Linked DNA regions of Mus musculus: region 1 is linked to region 2. Evidence: chromatin contacts called from public promoter capture Hi-C data. All regions are on one chromosome and are shown on one strand. The core of a region is the stretch at or near the end of the contact, and the rest is flanking DNA. Distances in the headings are between cores, read along the strand shown. Region 1 holds the start of Mogat1 (monoacylglycerol O-acyltransferase 1). Region 2 holds the start of Pax3 (paired box 3).

What was found. Promoter capture Hi-C pulls out the DNA fragments that hold promoters and counts their contacts.
Region 1: a promoter capture Hi-C map of embryonic stem cells shows a contact between it and region 2. The contact joins the promoter of Mogat1 here to the promoter of Pax3 in region 2. A contact is called at or near these places in 1 of 39 promoter capture datasets (embryonic stem cells), 6 of 484 Hi-C or Micro-C datasets (all in embryonic stem cells), 4 of 115 datasets of contacts at active chromatin or transcription factors (all in embryonic stem cells) and 2 of 9 other capture datasets (adipose tissue and liver).

The regions. Positions count from the first base shown.
Region 1 is chr1:78,509,324-78,512,634 of GRCm38.p6, forward strand. It overlaps Mogat1 (monoacylglycerol O-acyltransferase 1), which reads left to right and starts at 1,737. Exons shown (of 7, transcript NM_026713.3): 1 at 1,737-1,765; 2 at 2,545-2,732. The coding sequence starts at 2,639.
Region 2 is chr1:78,195,825-78,199,396 of GRCm38.p6, forward strand. It overlaps Pax3 (paired box 3), which reads right to left and starts at 1,312. Exons shown (of 8, transcript NM_008781.4): 1 at 841-1,312. The coding sequence starts at 925. RefSeq lists a promoter at 876-2,866, an enhancer at 2,031-2,641 and cis regulatory regions at 2,031-2,263, 2,419-2,641.

The DNA.
Region 1 (3,311 bases), core at 487-2,986, 310 kb after region 2:
GTTCAAATTGACTCTGGTCTACAAAATGAGTTCCAGGCCAGCAAGGCTACATAATGAGACGCTGTCTCAAAAAAAAAAAAAAAAAAAAAAATCAAAACAATAAAATGATGAGATGATGATAGGTCAGTGAATTGACCCCCTGTTGGGTCAGAGAATGACTTCAACGGACTGTGATATGTGTTTGGGCGGGAGAACAGCTTGCTCTTCGTTCATGCCCAATATCCAGTAGCCATATAACAGTTCACAACTGTCTGTAACTCAAGTTCCAGGGATCCAATACCTCTTCTGGCCTCTGTGGGCACCCAGACATACATGTAGTACACAGACAGACAGACAGATCACCCATACACATAAAATCAAAATAGAAAAAAACCCTACACATATAAAAGTAAATAAGTCTTTTAAAACACGATGGTTCTTGCTGATCCTGATGTTGCCTGCCTGTAAGCCCCTTAGGGAGGTGGGTCACGAGATCAAGTTCATTAACATATGGAATGCAGCTCACCTGAGCAACAGGAGTCCCTCTCTCAAGCCAGTCCTCCACCTCCAACAAAAGATTCAATTGTTCTTTACTAGCTGCTTTCTGTGAGGTGACAAATGCATCATCAATAACATTCTAAGTGGTTAGGACCAAGGGTTTTAGGTGTTCTGCATATCCTACCATTTGTATCTTTCATCTGAATTTCATTTCATCTCTGTTCTGCCTAGCTTCCAGGAAAGGACAAGACAGAGTCTTCAGCACTTACCTACAATTACAGCTCTTCTCCTTCTCTCCTCTTCTCGCCTCTTTTCTCCTCTCCTCTCCTCTCCTCTCCTCTCCTCTCCTCTCCTCTCCTCTCCTCTCCTCTCCTCTCCTCTCCTCTCCTCTCCTTTCCTCTCCTCCTCCTCTCTCTCTCCCCTCCCCTCCTCCTCTCTCTCTCCCCTCCCCTCCTCCTCTCTCTCTCCCCTCCCCTCCCCTCCCTTCCCCTCCCCTCTCCTCTCCTCTCCTCCTCCCCTCTCTCTCTCCGCTCCCCTCCCCTCTCCGCTCCCCTCCCGTCCCCTCACCTCGCCTGGCCTCACCTGGCCTCGCCTGGCCTCTCCTCGCCTGGCCTCTCCTCTCCTCTCCTCTCCTCTCCTCTCCTCTCCTCTCCTCTCCTCTCCTCTCCTCTCCTCTCCTCTCCTCTCTCTCTCCTCTCTGTCTGTCTCTGTCTCTCTATCTGTGTGTGTGTGTGTGTGTGTGTGTAGGTTGTTTTAATTGTTGAGACAGGGTCTGGTAGCCCAGGCTGGCCTCTACTTTGAGTCCCAATTTCCCTAGCTCCAAATTGGCATGAATACTTCGAAGTGTTGCTATGGAGTCAGGGCATACCTGGCAAGAGACTGTCACAGTGTGTGACATAATATTCAATCACAGAATCTCCCACCTAGCATGGAGGGTGGCTCAGAAAGAACTCTAAGAAAGAAGAAAGTACCTCTTCGACCAGAAAAACAAAACTAAAACAAACAAACAAACAAAAACAGTTTTGCCAAGAAGTTACAAATGGTGCCCTTCCCCTTTTCTTAGGAAGACCTTTGCACACACATTTCCCTTTGCCTGTAGACCTCTTCAGTTAATTAAAGCAATCATTTAAAACTCAAGGGCTGGAAAGACAGCTCAACTGTTAAAATGCTTGCAAGCGTGAAAAATCTGAATCTGATGTCCAGAATTCAGGTAAAAAGTCAGGCTGGTGAGGTAATACCAGAGCACGCCCAGAGCTTTTGGGAGCTTTTGCCAGAGCAGCCTAATTGGGTGAGTCCCAAGCTCCGTTGACTCTATCTCAAAAACCAAAGTCGAGGGCTAAGATAGTATTGAGAAACATATCTGAGGTTCACTTCTGGTCTCTCCACATGCTGCTGTGCACACATTTAAGAAAACTATGCAGGTAAACGCTGAGAAAGAAACAGGCACAAGAAGTTGTCCCACCGGATTCTAACTCTTTCACTCTAGCGTTTATAATAGGGTCTTGTAATTGTATACTATTCAGTTGTATGGTTAGTTTGCTTAGATTTTTTCCTGCCCCCCCCCCAAAAAGGTCATTTTCTCACAAGATAATGGAGATTTGGTGGGCTTTCAGTATATATGGGTTAAGAGAATGAATGAAAGGAAATCATCCAGGATTTGTGTAGGAATTTTAGGACACAAAAGAAAACACAAAAAGAGAGACCCGTGCGTGCACTCGCATACGCACACACCTTGGGGGGGGGGGTAGTGTGGAGACCCACACTAATAAACGCAAGTCCCACACTTTCCTCCAGCTAGTGCTGGACCTCAAAGAACTAACCAAACTACCCACTCCCCAATTCTTGGCTTCAGAGGATGAGGTGGGTTTATGGGTGGATGCTGGAGCTGAGTGCTAGGCGGTCTATCAGATGAACAATGGTCAAATACGGGTGGAGGCCCAGGCCCTAGCGATTGGGCAGGCAGGCTGACCTCTCCCACGAGTGACCAGGGTTCTGCCTCAAGCTGTGATTAGTGATCCCCAGCACCCCGCCTCAACGCCGCGCACCCTCCCTCACCTCCTGCCCCAGGGCGAATTGGTTCCTTTCCGGCCAGCTGGAGCCTCGGCCTCCCAGTCGGTAGCAGTACCACAAATCCTGCGAAAGGAGTCCTCCGGGTAGAACCATGATGGTCGAGTTCGCGCCACTCAACACCCCGCTGGCACGGTGCCTACAGACCGCTGCGGTGCTGCAGTGGGTCCTGTCCTTCCTCCTGCTCGGTAAGAGCTCCGCCGTGCCAAACACTCACCAGACACAGTCCCTACCCTACTGCGCACAGCCTCTGGTTCCTGGGTCTGCCTGGTCAGACAGTGTTCACCTACTGTGGGACTCCCTGCTTTGGATTCCTCTCCCTCTCTCCCTCTCTCCCTCTCTCCCTCTCTCCCTCTCTCCCTCTCTCCCTCTCTCCCTCTCTCCCTCTCTCCCTCTCTCCCTCTCTCCCTCTCTCCCTCTCTCCCCCTCTTCCCCCTTTCCCCCTCCCCCTTTCTCTCTCCCTCTCTCCCCCTTTTCCCCCTTTCCCCCTCCCCCTTTCTCTCCCTCTCTCTCTCTCTCTCTCCCTCTCTCCCCCTCTTCCCCCTTTCCCCCTCCCCCTTTCTCTCTCTCTCTCTCTCTCTCTCTCTCTCCCTCTCTCCCCCTCTTCCCCCTCCCCCCCCTCTCTCTCATATTTCCTCTATGTAGCCCTGGCTGTCCCAGAAGAACTTGCTCTGTAGAACTCTTTATGCTGGCCTAGAACTCATAGATCTGCCTGCCTTTGCAAGGCAAGTGTTGGGATTAAAGACATGTGCAACTATGACTGGCCC
Region 2 (3,572 bases), core at 62-2,561:
GCCTCAAAGTCCTGAGAAGGCAGAGGTCCCGATAAGGGTATAGTAGGCAAGGGTTGGGGAGGCTCCCGAAAGGAGACACAGGTGACAGCAGGTATCACCTGTTACACTTAAAAAATAAAAATGGCAGCGAGCCTAGCTGTGGACACCACTGCCGAAATGACCGCCCTTGCACGTCACGTTTTACTCTGGATCGAGGTCGAAGGGCTCCTCCAGAACCCCAGTCTCCTGCTTTTACTTCCCAAATTATTTGGTCGGGTTCGGGTTTGCAGTAATTTCTACCTCCCCGAAATTTCCCAGCACCTTTAAGCAAACCGAAAGGCATTGCCAACCATTTTAGAAACTTCGAGATGCCACTTGAGTTGAGTGGAATTTGCTAATCAATGCTAAAACTTTTCAACTAGGAAGGGCCACCAGAATTTTTCACAGCAGGAAAATTCTTGCCGAACTAATAGTAGTTATTCAAAAGTGAACGCAGCCCGCACAATTTCGTAGCAACTTTAGGTGAACAGAAAGAGAACTTGCTTCCGGCGCTGCGAAGCTTGTTCACCTTTCTCACGGCAGCAATTCCGAAACAACAGGGCAAAGTGGAGCCGGCAGGAGCAGGCCAGGCAAGCTCCGAGAGCTTGTAGTGAGCTTAGCACTCCGTTTGCAGCCAGAACGTGAAATGGGGCTTCTCCCGCTCTCCACGAGAACCCCCTCCCCACTTTTGCTTCTTGGGTTGAGAAGTACCACGGGAAGAGGCTCCCGGTAAGGCACGAGTGGAGGCCCTGGAGACCAGGATTGGGGTGCGGCAGCCAATCCCAGGCCCGGGGATCCGGACGAGCTGAGGCCCTAACATACCTTCCAGCGGGAAGCCGCTGCGTGGGTAATTCTGCCCCGGGCCGGGCCGCATCATCCTGGGCACAGCGCCGGCCAGCGTGGTCATCCTGGGGGCAGCTTCGCTCGCAAATTATATCCAGGTGAAGGCGAGACGAAAAAGCGAGCACAGTGCGGCGGGTGACCCTCGGGAACTCTCCGGATCTCGGAGAGCTCCTCCCCCAAAAAAGGCCAGAGAGGGAGGCGGGGCGCGGGGAGGGGGGCGCTAATAGATCCAAGTCCACAGGCTCCAGAGGAGTCCCTTGAGTGCAGGATCCCAAGCCCAGGGCGGACGAGTTTGGTGCGAGTCTAGCAGATCGGCCCCTCAGCTGGGGCTACTGGCAAAGGTGCTCACTGCACCGCGAAGATCGGGTGAGGGAGGGTGGTGACGAGGCAGGAACACGTCCCAAGTCTCCTCCCGTCGTGACACCGAGTGCAGGGATCCGGACTAGGGAGCATTTATTAGTTCTTTCACCCAAAGCTTGATCAGGAGCCCTGAGCTGCGATTGGCCGAGGAGGAGACCGTCCCGGGTGGCAAAGACACGCGCTGATTGGGCGACAGAAGCTACTTTCTCTTCCCATCCCTGACGGTCCCCAGGCCTCCGCCGACCCAGAGGGGGACTAGCTCTGTGTCCCTTTCTCAAGAGAAGGGTGGACAGGTTGAAACTAGGAGAGGCAGCTTGGGTGGCAAGAGCCAGTGAGGATGGAAAAAGGCTCGCGGTGTCCCTGTCCCTCTACATGAGATTCAGCCTTGATCATCTTGGTTTTCTATTACTCTGTCCTAATCTCTTTCCGCCTTTCTCTGGAAACCTTGCTATATCCGCCCCTTATTTCCTCTGTCTGCCCCTGCTTTTCACCTGTGGATTTCGCTTCGGGATTACTAATACGGAGATGGCGGTGGAGCAAATTTGGAAAGGGGCACAGAGAATTCCGGATGTGTTTCCTTTTCCTTTCTCTGGTCTGCCTCTGGGCCTGAGCTCCCTATGTGAGCCTCCCAGAAAGGCATCTCTCAGGAAGAGTCCAAGATGTGCCCAGAAGGTCCTTTTGTCTTTCTTAGGCTGGGAATGAAAGACAGGTGGCATAGCCATGACAGAGACTGAAGAGGTTAGGCCTCCCCTGGGCTCCAAGTTGCAAGCAATGGGGAAGCCAGCTCCTTTTCTTGGTTTAAAAACCCTTCTGAGAAGCGGGGACTTTAAATCTCCACGTACACATTCATCCCCGATGCACTTGCATCTATATGTTGAGGTTTTGCCCGGGTGCAGCGTTTGTTCTCAGGAATTTATTATGGCATTCAGACTAAACTGCTGGAAAAATAAAAGAAGCAACGTCTTGGCTAGGAGCTGAAGTGTCCCCAGCAGGATATGACGCCAGGAGTGTTGTAAAGACTGTCTGTCCTTAGAGAAGGTACCATTGTGCCTAGCCTTTTATTTATAACTTGGTAAGTGCCAGCGAACACTCCTCCCTTACACCCCCCTCCCGTGCCAGCCCCACGTTCTGCGCTGCTCTTTATTCCCTCAAGTCTATTCAGGGACTGTCACTCTGGGGCCGAGAGGTATTCAGGGCCTTAATCAATCAAAAGGATGAGAATCAGGCAGGTTTTTTCCCCTTTGAAATAAAGGAAACAATGACTTCTGGGCTTCAAGTTCCCTTTTCTTTTTATGATATTTGAATTTTTCCTGCCCCTGAATCCTCCAACCCTCTCTCCATGTCCTCCCCCCCCCCATCTCCTTTGACAGTTTTGATGTGAACTCAGGCCCCCAATCCTACTTGCCCACCCCCTAATTAAGGCAAACTCAAGGGGGGGGGGCGTGCGTGTAGTTGTTCAAAGTCCCTGAGCTGGCCCTTTAAGAGTTCACTCCCAGTGGAGAAAGCTGGGTAGCTCTTTGCTCCCCCTGAAGTCAAAAGGGCTTATCGACCCTGGGAGCAGGCGAGACGGGCCTCTGGGGACTCCAGAAAATGTCTGGACACCCCACCCCCACCCACCCACATTTGGGGAGGAGCATTAGAGCTCACAGTGGAGAGAGAGTCCAGAAGCTGTTGGCCCGCAGAGCTGCTTAACCAAGTTTTATATAAAATAATTCAATTTGTCAAGGCGGGAAACTTTCTCACTTCCTTTCCCCCTACCCCTGGTCTGGAGTCCTTCAAAGTTTGGGTACTTGTTTTCGAAAGCACCATACACCCTTGCCATCTGAGGAACCAGACTTTTCCAAGATTTTTGCCCTCTCAAAGTTGAGCAGAGCCGAGTTTAGCACTTTGTCTGGTCAGCTTTAATCAGTGGGAAGACTAGGGACCAGAGGTGTATTTCAAGTGGTTAAATTCAGGCTGCACACTCAGTGAAAAGGGACCCCTCCTGAGGGTTAGAACCCTGTGGGGATGAGTCGCCTCTTTTTTTTTTTGTCCAAGACTTCAGTGGCATGACCCCAGCTCTTCAGAAGGCGGCTCTTACTGGACAAGGGTAACTTGTTTATAATGGGCGGCTGCAGATACCTTTCCGGGTTCAGACACTTCTCTAGGACACTTCCTCCGCAGTACTGCCTGTTGAACAGCTCATGGATGCCAGCTGAGAAGCGCATTCATAGACTACTTGCCACCTGCTACGAAAATGTCTACTCAGAGGCAGCCAGGATGGGTCGTGGGCAAGAACCGTGACGGAGTTTTCCTTCTCCCCTTACCTAGCACTCTCCAGTTCCACCAAAGGATAAAAGCCAACTCACCTC